Regions from separate parts of the Muntiacus reevesi genome. Here region 1 is linked to region 2. The links are chromatin contacts, called in public Hi-C maps. All regions are on one chromosome and are shown on one strand. Each heading gives the region's core, a stretch centred on a gene start, on an enhancer-like site or on the middle of the called end of the contact. The rest is flanking DNA. Distances are from core to core; before and after follow the strand shown.

What was found. Hi-C and Micro-C count contacts between places; a contact is called where the count stands out from the background.
Region 1: a Hi-C map of blood shows a contact between it and region 2, with 2.7 times the contacts expected there. The contact joins the promoter of JRKL here to the promoter of MTMR2 in region 2. A contact is called at or near these places in 2 of 3 Hi-C or Micro-C datasets (blood and muscle).

Annotation. Positions count from the first base shown.
Region 1 is chr9:77,109,345-77,115,833 of mMunRee1.1, forward strand. JRKL (JRK like) reads left to right here and starts at 4,597. Exons shown (of 1, transcript XM_065945212.1): 1 at 4,597-6,489. The coding sequence starts at 5,197. CCDC82 (coiled-coil domain containing 82) reads right to left here and starts at 4,492. Exons shown (of 10, transcript XM_065944016.1): 1 at 4,422-4,492; 2 at 3,937-4,121; 3 at 2,102-2,185.
Region 2 is chr9:76,638,133-76,644,605 of mMunRee1.1, forward strand. MTMR2 (myotubularin related protein 2) reads right to left here and starts at 5,184. Exons shown (of 15, transcript XM_065943970.1): 1 at 4,931-5,184. The coding sequence starts at 5,010. It overlaps LOC136174122 (a long non-coding RNA gene), which reads left to right and starts at 4,631. Exons shown (of 3, transcript XR_010664382.1): 1 at 4,631-4,727.

The DNA of each region.
Region 1 (6,489 bases), core at 3,347-5,846, 470 kb after region 2:
ATAGAAAAGTAGGGTGGCATTACAGAACGATTCCTCCCATAAGCAAAGAAGGATTCTGAACAGAGAAATGAATTTTAACACAAAAGATTAACCATACGTACGAAGAAAGTTATAGAATAGTAATAGACATAAAAAAAGTCAATGGTGCAAAACTGAGCGATAACTTATCTACTAAGATTTCAGTCTTTATATACTTCAGTAAAATGGTAATGGCTTAAACTATTAAAAACTAGAAGTACAACATAATCCAATAGAAAACTTACTAACAATCCAGTAACATGGGTGAAAAAACAGTTGAATGGCGAAACAGAGTACAGTATTTGGAAGGAAAACAAATGCTCTAAGTTTCTGATTCAGAAAAGGGTGAAACAAAGTGAAAATGTTAGTAACTCAGCTGTGTCTGACTCTTTGTGATCCTATGGACTACCGCCCGCCAGGCTCCTCTGTCCATGGGATTCTCCAAGCAAGAATACTGGAGTGGGTTGCCATTACCTTCTCCAGGGGAATCTTCCCGATCCAGGAATCGAACTTGGTTCTCTTGCACTGCAGGCAGTCTTTGACACTGAGCCACCAGGAGCACCATCAAAATCATCACAAGTATAAAGGAACAATTAGAGACAAGATAACTAGAAAAACAGTAATATATATATATATATATATATTTCTATGGCTGCTAAGAAAAGAGAAATATGATCACAATCCAATGAGATGACCTCAAAACACTCATGTAAGAACTTACGTATTTAACTGTTTGCCATCTCCTTTAAAGAAATCACTTTATGAGGTTGATTGTTCTAATATTTCTACCATGGCACAGAATATTCTGGAGATTTTCTGAAAACCATACTTTCAAAAAATAAGAAAATACTCACACTTTGTTTTTTATCCCAAAGAGAGGTTTAAATATCTACTTTATTCATTTTTCCTAGTTAGAAGGGACTGTTACTAGCTTCCAGAAATTAAATCTAATTTGAAAAGATGAAGACTAACTACTATTAAAGAGATTTTTTAAATGTGCTACAAACTGACATTCCAAAACTAGAATGTCACATCTTTTTTGAGCAATGGAAGTATTACTGAACCAAGTTTATGGCTCCCCAAGATGATTACTTTTTTTTGGTGGGGGAGAGAGATATCACCTATTTGATTGTACAGATTCTGTTATGTTTATAAGACAATGTAACTGCTTCTAAAATGGTAACAACTCATACAAAATAAGAACAGTTGCTAAGACTATACAAAATAAATTATCATGTAGGCAATCTTATCACAGTAACTGCTACAAGATACATTCAGCATTGTAATAGCAATCAAACAAATCCTAGTCCATAGACCAAATATTCTGCTATTTGAAATTACACTCAGATTGCATCTTACAGAAGATATGTATTAAAATAAGCAAAGAATAAAACTGTACTTTTTCAAAGATCTCTATATTGCTTTACAAAGTATGGATTTTTGTACTCCATAATGCTTCAAAATATGTCCACCCAGTTTCTCTTTCAAGTTTTAAACTGATTACTGTTTCTTTTTATTAAGCACTAGGTAAAATTATACAGGTTGTATTTTGAAGCCATGTAGTACAAAGAAGGATTTTTAAAGCACATATAGTTATAAATTTGTGCAAGCTAACTGTATATATGCTTTTCACTGTAATAAGAAGGTAAGGCTGTTTTATAAAAATCTCTCTGAATTGGGAGAAGTAATGGAAAAAAAGTTTATGAAAACCAAAGACAAATATGGCCTCAGTAGATACACTAAAGAGTGGCCTGTAGGAACATTAAAGTAAAAGATGCCTTTTATTAGTACTCAAAAGCAGTTTCATACACACTAGATGTTTATCTCACAAAACTGTACCATGTGAAAAACAGCTATTTATCGTATCAAGAGGTGACTCTTATGATGGCAGAAACAACTAAGAATGTCACACTATACAAATACCCGTGACTGCCACAGAGTTAAGCTATTAAAACACCCTTTATGTATTTTCAGGGCATTTTCAGATATATTTTAAAGTCCTGACAATGATCCTAGAAGGAAGATATTATCTATCTTCAATTATAAAAGTCAAGGCCAAGGACATAGATTTTAAATGACTTACCAAAGATCACACAGCTCTTTAGTGACAGAACAGGGATTAGAAACCAGGTCTTCTGATTCCCAGTCCAGCGTTACACAATGACTGCTGCCAATATTATATTTGTACAAAGTAGGAAAAGTTATGCTTTCAAAAAGTCATTATTGTATCTCTCATTCACTCTAAATTTTAGTTTCAAAAAATATCATTAAAATAGTCTGAGTAAGTTTACAAACATACTTTTTCAATTATGTAACTGAGCACGTGAGCTAGGCCAAAAACTTCTAAAAATTATTTATCCAAAACGCAAAACAAGAATGTGCAACAGAGATGAAAATTTGAAGGCTTCCCTCTACCACCTTACTGACAACACGGATTACAAAATTTAAGGGATTCCCCATTGAATCCAAATGTAAAGATCCCAAAGAAAGGCAGTCTCTGGTGACAAAAAATTGATCTTGGAAAACTTCAGTGTTGAATATTGAGGAGGCAAACTTTACCTAAACAAACAAAATTTCATTTGGAAACAAACAAAATTTCATTTGGCCAAGTGCCAAATTTCCAGGGCCTCTTTCATATGTCAAACTGCTGTTTATTGTCAAAAATTCTGTCATTGAAAAAGATAATTTGATTATGGCTGGCTCTTTTTTTAAATTGTGGATACTTTTACTTTGTGAGCTGGGGAGAGAAGAAGGATGACAGAGGGAAAAGGTGAGTGACCTGAATCTCCTCAAGAGAAATGAAGGTTGATGGGTAAAACATCTCTTGAGCATGAGAATTCACTCGGAAAACAGTCCAGGCAAATGGATGTAATTTTTATATAGGCTGAGTATACACTCAATTTCTTGAAATCAAAGTTTAAGCAAAATTTTAATGATATCTAACCTGTTAGGCAAAAAGAAAAATAGAAGCTCCAAACAGAAAGCATTAAATAAGTGAATGAGGATGATCAGTACTATCTCATCTTTGTGCTTCATGGTGAAAATCACTTACTATCTTGTCTGCCAAACAATGTCAGGGCAATAACCCATATAGCGTGTGCTCTTTCGCTAACACTGGGGTGACTAAACGGGTACGTACTTTGATGCTACCTGAATTTCTTATCAGAAGAAATATCCTTTATTCTAGACTTTGAGGTTAATTCATCAAAAAAAGATTCATTCTAGGAATCATCCACTTGCCCTATGAAAATGTAGGTGGTAGTTTAAAAATTAAAAATTTGAAGGGAAGTGGAACTTCCACCATTACCTGAAATTCCAACTGAAGGGATGCGCCCTATCTGAAAAACATTACCTACCCCTCCTTAAGGTTCCCTTTTGTATGACAGTTCGAAGAAGAAACCGTGACAAACCAAAGCACTGAATGTATACACGATGCGCTGGCACCAATTAGGACCTGGGGCGTTTCTCGAAGAATTCAACCACATGGTCTCAGCTCCCATGGAGCTCACAATCTCATGAAAGGAACATCGAAACAAGCCAGAGTAATACATGATTTAAGGGCTACAGAATATGATTCCTTTTTTTTTTTTTGCTCTTATCATATTGCTGGGAACAAATGCATCATAGTTCTTCCGCGAAAACAGGGCAGCACTACACGACACAAGTAGGAAAACAGCAAGAAATATATAGAAAAAGCCAATGTCCCCCACTTAGGCTCACCGTTCAGTATTCCACAATTTCGCATAGAGTGAATCCTGCCAGCTGGCATCCCAGACTACTATAGCATTCATCGAAATCTATAACCCTGAAGATGGTTCGCTAAATTCAGCAGGGCTGAGGGGTTGAGGAAGGAACAGAGCCTCTGGGGAGCTAACAGCAGAGTGCAACACCAGATACTCTGTATCTCGTGATACAAACCTGGCTCCTCCGCGGGACACAGACGCCTGGCGCAGCAAGCCCGCCCGGCCACCACTAGCCACCTGATGGGAAGGGCGCCGCAGCTGGAACTCGGGACCCTCCGACACGGCTTGGCGAGGGCGCGCGCGGGACGTCACAGACCCCCAGAGCTTACAGGCGCTCGACCCCCAGAAAGCAACCGAGATCTGGAAAGACTAGAGAAGCGCGCGAAGTCACCCTCCGCGTCCCGTGCATCCGGCCGGCCCACTGCCCCTTCGCGGAAGGAGCGGGCGACACGCCCGTCGCAGCCCGGACCCCACGGCGCGCGAGGGGAACGAAGCGCAGTGCGGGAAGCAGTCCCACCCACCCCGAGCGCGCCCGCGGGAACGTTTCCCGCCTGCAGGCTGAGAGGAGCGGCGTCCCCCGGCCCTCCAACAAACCCTCAGCAGCCGGAGCAAAAGCGAGTCCCCGCCCCGAGGGAGCGCGCACCGCCCCCGCGCTCTCACCTTTCAAACCTCCTTAGCCTCCGCCTCCGCCTCTGCCTCCGCCCAGGTACCCAAGTCCGGACGGGCGACGCTCCTCCTCCTTCCGGGCTCCAAGGGAAGTCCCGCCTCTGGGCGGGGCGAGGGGCGGGGCCGCGCGCGGGAGGGGGCGTCTTCCGGGAGCGGGCGCTAGTGGGAGGAGCGGTTGCCGCGCGTTAGGCAGGGCGCCGCCGAGGGGTCCTGGTTCCGACTGAGGTTGGGAGAGGGTCTCGGCGGCCTTGTGAGGGGCCGGGAGGACCGTGCAGACTAAGTAAGCCCGACGCGGGGAAGTGGGGCTTGCTGTGGAAAGGTCTGGCTGCTGGAGAAGGAATCCAGCGTCACGTCCCTCTGGGGAAGGGGGCCAGTCCCCGACTCCCTGACTCTTCCGCTCTCGGCGGTAACTTTGGGGTGTGGCAGAGGTTAGTGACGGCTGTTGACCTGCGATCTGGGCCTGAAGGAGGTTTGTGGTCGCGATGGGGAGCTAGTCTTTCTCGCGGCCTCCGGGGGAATAAAACAGATGTTTGTAATCCGGATTATCCGCGGTGACTTGGGCCTCCTCTGCTGCCCAAGTAAAGTTAAAGGCCTGAGCCCTGAAACTTCCGCCAGCCAAGTCCAGCTAGGGACGGGGTCAGGGCCACCGGGTTCCTGGTGAGGTTGAAAGAGTGAGTGTGTAAGGTTGTGTTAAAGTGAGTCAGTGAGAGTAGGCAGAATTTTGTGGGTTGCTTCCGTGAGTGTGCGAACTGGGTCCCACAGCCTCACCATGTCAGGGAAACGGAAGCGTGTGGTGTTGACCATTAAAGATAAGCTTGATATAATAAAGAAACTTGAAGATGGAGGTTCTTCCAAACAACTGGCAGTGATTTATGGAATTGGCGAAACGACAGTTCGAGATATAAGGAAAAATAAGGAAAAGATCATAACTTATGCAAGCAGTTCAGACTCTACAAGTCTTCTGGCTAAGAGGAAATCTATGAAACCATCCATGTATGAGGAACTGGACAAAGCGATGCTAGAATGGTTCAACCAGCAAAGAGCAAAAGGGAATCCCGTGTCTGGACCAATTTGTGCAAAAAGGGCAGAGTTCTTCTTTTATGCTTTGGGAATGGATGGTGATTTTAACCCCTCTGCCGGTTGGTTAACTCGTTTTAAGCAACGGCACAGCATTAGAGAGATTAATATTAGAAATGAAAGATTAAGTGGAGATGAGACTGCTGTGGAGGATTTTTGCAGCAACTTTCGAGACTATATTGAACGAGAGAATTTGCAGCCCGAGCAAATCTACAATGCAGATGAAACTGGACTGTTTTGGAAATGTCTGCCTTCCAGGACTTCGGTAATCAAAGGTAAATGCACAGTCCCTGGGCACAAGTCAGTGGAAGAAAGAGTCACTATCATGTGTTGTGCCAATGCAACAGGTTTACACAAACTTAAGCTTTGTGTTGTGGGGAAAGCAAAGAAACCTCGCTCTTTCAAGTCAGCTGACACCTCAAACCTGCCAGTCTCTTATTTCAGCCAAAAAGGCGCATGGATGGATCTTTCCATTTTCCGACAGTGGTTTGATAAGATTTTTGTGCCCCAAGTTCGAGAGCACTTAAGATCCAAAGGGTTGCAAGAAAAGGCTATACTCTTATTGGATAATTCACCAACACATCCAAATGAAAACGTCCTGAGGTCAGATGATGGCCAAATATTTGCTAAATATTTACCACCTAATGTGGCTTCGTTGATTCAGCCCTTGAATCAGGGAGTCATAGCTACAATGAAGAGAAACTACCGAGCACGTCTTCTCCAGAACAACTTGGAAGAAGGCAATGACCTGAGGTCATTCTGGAAGAAGCTAACTCTACTAGATGCACTTTATGAAATAGCAATGGCATGGAATTTAGTAAAGCCAGTTACCATCAGCAGAGCATGGAAGAAGATTCTCCCTACCATAGAGGAGAAAGAAGGCCTAGACTTTGATGGGGAAGATATCTCAGTGGCTGCCATTGCTACCATTTTACAACACACCAAAGGATTGGAAAATGTGCCTACTGAGAACATTGAAAAATGG
Region 2 (6,473 bases), core at 3,934-6,433:
TTGTGATCAATAAGTAATCTCTTTACATGTTCTTCCAGAAAAATATACACAAGTACTGATTAGTTCACAGTAATACTGGATCTTATCTAATAGAACTTTAAGGTTCTTTTAGGGTCCTGTTATAATGAAACTCAAAATAAGTAATTTTTAGGCTGTCAAAATGTTCAATGTCTGATGCAAGGTGTTAATAATAAGGCCAAGGTTGTAGATACAATCTATTAGCTTCACTTTGTTCTGTAGCTATAGTCCACTAACCCAGCCAGCTGCCTCAGAAGTCATGCCAAGAGTCAAAAGGAGAATTGGTAAGAATGTGTCATTGGATACAAATCCATCACCACTACTGAAAAAAAACAACCTGAAAGGATACTTCCTACTGGCATCACTTCTAAGTGACCTTGGGGCTGAAATCAGAAATGAGACCTTCCAGTGAAATGTAGTTTAGAAATCTTAAAAACTCCTACCTCTTTGGGCTATGTGTGTGTGCGTACAAGCATGCTAAGCTGCTTGAGTTGTATCCGATTTTTGGCAACCGTATGGGCTGTAGGTGGCCAGGCTCCTCTGTCCATAGGATTCTCCAGGCAAGAATACTGGAGTGGGTTGCTATGCCCTCCTCCAGGGGATCTTCCTGACCCAGGCATCGAACCTGCAGCTTCTGAGGCTCCTGCATTGCCAGCAGATTATTTACTGCTGTGCCACCAAGGAAGCCCCTTCAAGCTATAAGTATCATCAAAATTCAGAGAAACAAAAATCCACGATCTGCTGTTTTCAAACGATAATTTTAAGGAAGACATGCAATTCAAAAATGTAATTAGCTGGAGCTACTTTTTTGATTATATTATGTGCACCTCCTCTTTGATTGTTTTAATCTAAGTTAAATGTAAATATAAGATGCTCATAAATGCTAATGAATTTATACGCTAGAAATCAACTGATAACCAAAAATAATCTAAGACAAATGGTGCCCAGAGAGATTAGAAAAAGAGGATATATCAGATGAAATAAACACATTAAATAAAATAACTGACAAACTAAATTCAAGAGAAAGAGTAATTCAAGAGACCAAAGTAATGAAGACAGATGGAAAATCCAGTAGGCTAAGGAAACAATGTTGTGAAGACAAAGGAGTGGGCACAGAAAAGACAATGCAGACAATAAAAACGCTCAGGGTGTCAAGAGGTTTCACGCAAGGGCACAGTCAGCTTGAACCTGAAGTTGTGACTTTACAGGACACATTTCACTTTGGAAAACCTTTTAGTTTTTTGAGTAGAAACAACAAATAAGACAAGTGTTGAACATTCAGTCAACAGTTCTTTATTCAATCATTCGCTGGGTGCCTCTTTAGCACTAGATGTAGTAGCATGATTGTGCACAGTAAAAAATAATCAAAGAAACCCACTTAAGCAGTGCATTCTCTAAGTGTACAAACTGAAAGATGGAAAAAAACAGAGTAAGAAGGCAGATGAGGACCAGTATAGTGATAAATTCTGCTGTATAACTTCTACAATTCTGAAGCTCAGGTCTACCCTAGCTACCATATCCAGCCCACAGTCTTGTTTTATCAATAGTCCTACCACAAAAATCAGAGCAAGACCAACTGGAACATAGTCAGATATTCAGTATGCTGAAATGAATGTGTTCACAACTCTCTCTCTCTGTGTTGGGCAAGACATGTGTGATGAACGGACAACAGCAGGATATACAAGAACTGCTGAACAGTTCACTCAAGCAAGCAATACCAAGCAGGACTCGCCAAAGAAAATTAGCTTAAGCATGCAAGATGACATAACTGCTAATCAGCTATAGCTGATAGAAACTACTATCTGAATATCATATTAAGAATGAAATTGCTCTTCTGTGAACAAAGATATCAGGCTTATCATGGCCTAGAAGGCAAAGCTAGAAGCAATAGCAATTCTGAGCTGACTACAGATTTATAGATATACATAGACTGTGGATATATAGATATTAAAACTCAACATATATTCAGTGTGAACTACAGTTCCCACAAGAGCCAATCACTCAACCTAAATGGAGGGTGTCATTTTCCAAAAAACAACGGGCAACCACATGGGTTACAGTTTATAATTTTCCTACTTCCCAAAAGAGTATAAAACATTTTACAAATTAACACATTTAAACATAATATTTAAGCTGGCTCCATCTAATAGTAGGAGTATTTGAAGGAATTAAAGATGAATATATTACCAACTTCAGTAATAAATTTGACTGAAGACTTTTTGCCAAATTGAAGATGCAGCTACATAGTTTCCATTTTGAAACAAACAGAAAGCATAAGCAAAAATTTCCTTGAAACTGAACTCAGCAGAAATTTGGTAATCTATTGTGCAAATCACAATCTGTAATACACTGAATAGAATTATTAACTATTATTTTGCAGGAGATATCAAAGTAATTTCACAAGGCAATTTTCCTAGCTGAAAATTAGAAAATGAGAATTTTCTAATTGTATAAAACAAAAGCAGAACAACAATTTAAGAATGAGATTTCTGCAAAAGACTGAGATAATACAGTTCAAACACCAATATTTCACTTAACCATAGGATAACAAAAGTAATAAACTTAATCTGGGTAGTTAGGTAACATTGCTGTTGTAACCATAGTTGTATACACCCTCCCTCTGTATTAGAATCATCTGTGATTTGACTGTTACTCTAAATTAAGTTTAAAATTAAGCTTTCTAACAAGTGTCTACAATCCAGCTATCTTATAATGTTGATTAAAGAGTGCCACAAATAGGTGTTATGATTCACAAAATAAAAGATATGAAAGAATTTAGCAGGATGAATTCTATAGACAATCAATAAATGTTATTTTTCTACTCTTCCAGAGAACAGGAATGAAATCCGGCATTTTCCTGTGAAAGTAGAGCCATACTTATAGTTTTATCTGGAGAGGATGAAGACAACAAACTCCAGTAAAAATTCAAAGAATTCTTAACTTTCCCATATTCATATGTAACCTAATGTTTCATTAAGAAGTTAAAACATATACATATAAACTTTGAAGTTGTTGGGCTTTTTCTTTTAGTAAATAAATGTGCTTAATTGGCAAAACTAACCTAGTTGTGTGATATAAACGTTTAGTGTAATTTCAAAAATTCAAAACAAAGGTTATTATCATTAAGATACAGAACTGACAGGTTTTTAAAGCTTAAAGGGACCTTATAGATGTTCTAGATAAAACTCTCCCTTCCCCCACCTTATTTCAAAATATGAGAAAATTGCAGACTTGAGAGGTTAAATGAGACAGGCCAAATGACTGACTGAGCCTAGGAGTAAAGAGCTTGAGCCTCCTGACATCCAGCACTTTTCTAACAAGACTATGCTGCCTCCTGTGGTTCCAAACCCTCCCTTGGGTGAGATTACCTCAGTTGTCTCATTTGTTTTCTTTACATTCTATCCTGAGCCATAGTTGTCATTTGTAACTTTCCCATAAAATTATAATTTTCCAAACTGTTTTCTGAATGATTTTACAGCTGAGTGTAAATCCCCCAGCCTTCTAAATTTCATGGCAGGCAGATTCTTCACCTTCCGAGGCACCAGGGAAGACCTAAATTTCAGAGCAATACACCTAAAAAACACCTGAAACAAATGCACACTAGTGGTACATAATCAAATGCAAAATCACTCTCCAGCATAATTCAATCTACAAATTCAAAAAACAATTTTATTAAGCACCTCTGATAGGCAGGGTCTCTGTTAAATGATGGTGATATGAAAACCAATACGATATGATCCTTGTCCTCAAGTAGCTTATAGTCTAGTAGAGAAGACAATTAAACCAAACTGTGCTTGTTAAAAACACTATAAAAAGGGTGGGCAGGTGGCTATGAACACATTTAGGAAGAGAATCTAATAAAGAAAGGTGGGATCAGGTAATGACTGACTTCCCAATGAGGTCTTGAACAGCAACAGCGAAAACAATGGTAGTATCACCCGTATTTAGCAGAGTCCAAAAAGAATTAAAAGAGAGCAACGCCAATTTATTCACGGGGGAAAAAATGAAACGTGCTAGTTTACAGCGGTTTAGTATCTAATAACTAACAATAACTAGACTTTTTCAAAGGAAAAGAACCTGATTTCAACGTAGCAGTAAAACAATACAGGTCTTCCATTATTTCTTAATAAAATTTAAATTACTATTTTAAAACAAAAGGAAAAAACTGCCTTTGAAACACGTCAAGTTAACAGTCACGACAACTGTGTGAAAAGCTGCATAGTAAAATCCTCCTCAAAATTCCAGGGGAAAAAAATCCCAGCTGATACAAGATGGAAACCTGGAGAACCGGTAGCCCAGGACGGACGAAAACTACCCCTCATTACTCAGGAATAACAACGTTCAGTTCGAAGATTCACGGTGGGGGTACTCTTGCTTACATTTTAAGGCAAAGTTGGGGGGAGGGCGAAGATCAGAATGCAAGGAAATCGTAAGAGGCAAGTGAAGTGACGGGAAAGAGCGGAAAAGGTGGGCAAGAACCCAGAAACCGAAGACTGAAAGACGGATGGAAAAGACAGGAGAACGGTGTCGGAAAAGACAGGAGAACGGTGTCAGAAAAGAGTCGTCCAGAAAAAGGGAGGAGATGGGGGGGAGGGGACAGAGTTGGGGAAGGGCTGTCCAAAAAATGAATTAAGAGGGAAATGAGAGATCAGAGGATGTAGTGGGCCGAGGCGTCCTCAGCCGCGGATAAAAACGCCAGAATATAAAAGGTAAGGCCGATGAAGAACCGCAGAGTTTTAACCTCCTCTTTCCCAGCCTCTAACCCGCAGAGAGGAAGGAAGAAGTTGTTCCCAGCCTGAGGGAAGGAATTCCGGCGCAGCTTCCCAGTCCCGGAGCCCGCGAGGTGGGGCGCCGTCCAGCGGGTCCCGGGCCCCTCTTCATCCCCCTCGGACGCTCGGCGGGCCCCGGTTACCTGGACAGGGAGTCCACGCTGGGCGGCCGTGCTACTGCTGGCTGGGAGCCAAGACTCTCGCAACTCGAGCTCTTCTCCATGGCGCGGCGCGGGGGCAGCGGGAGGAAAAGCCTGCGGCGACCGCCGCGGCTGCCCGGCGGGAGGAGCTGAGGGCGGGGTGCGACGGGCAGGGTCCGAGCTCAGGCCCGCGCCGGCCCGGCAGGGAGACCGGAAGCGGCCATGTTCCCCCAGCCTGCACCGCGCGGGCGCTGCCGGGAGCCGGGGGCGCCGCCCGCCCTCGCGCGCCTCGCACGCCGCCACCCCGCGCGGCCGCCGGGGCCTGGGAGCGCGTGACGGCGCCTGAGGGCCGAGGCTCCTCTGAGGCCGGCGGGAGCCGGGGCTGCAGGAGGAGGGGCCGTTTTAAAAATCATCAAGGAAGCAGCGAGTACTACGGACGAGGGTCTGAAGAAAAACAAGGACCTTAACGACGGGGACGATTGTGACGGAAATGTGGGGGTCGGGGGAGAGGACAGAATAATAAAGGATGTGGGCAGACCGTAGGATGAGAGGCGTGGGGGGATGAGGAAGGGAGGCCCTGAACACTGACTGGTTCGCGTAAAGGATGAGGCTGTGAGAGGTGAGATGGCGAAATACTCATCAGGTCAAGGGCTGAATATGATTAAGTAATTGCTCATTAAATCATAATTAAAGCCTACTTTAAATTAGTGGATTCAAATCCTGCCTCTCTCAGTTATTTGCAGTGTAACCCAAGGCATGGAACATTAACTTTTTTATCTGTAAAACAGGAAAACCAACTTCACAGATTAGATGACTTAATACATCTTAAACATTTAAAACAATCCTTCATACATAGAAAGCCTTCAAATGTAAGTAGTATTACTACCCTCTCCATAAGGGTGGTTAGGATGAAGTGGACTAGTGTGTATAAGCAGTTTCTAGCACAGTTTCAAACGTGATAGCTACAGGAGACGAGGGAGTTGAGAAGGAAGAAGTGATTGGTATGGTAAGGGTAGTATGGAAAGTATAAACCAGGTAGGAAAAAAATTGCTCATCATTCTGTTTCCCTTGCACCCCTGGCCCACCTTTATAGAAAGGGCACTACAAAAAAATAAAAGCTGGAACTATCAGTCCTGCTGTAGCTTGGATTAAACTCTGTGATTTTGAAGGGTGTGAAGGGGAAAAACCACTTTGGCATTAATCCATTGTCCACACAGAAAGGTATGAAAGAGGAATTGGCGAGGAAACTGTTAAATGTGCAACAGATATATATACCATTGGCTGCAGTGGCTATTGGATAGAAGGCAAAGGTTTAGCCGTCTTTCCCTGCCCTCAAATTCCCCAACAAGGCAGGAAGGGAGTGTAAACGGATAATCTGTGATAAGAGAACAGGAACTGGGTGAAGGGGAAGTGCTTCTGCTGGTAATTTTCTATCACAGAGGACAAAGGAAGGCCATGGAAAGGATATCATAAAGGAATTTCTCTGGTTGAGACGGAATCATAGTCACCTCATGTACATGGTATAAAAATATGCAAAGGTTATTTC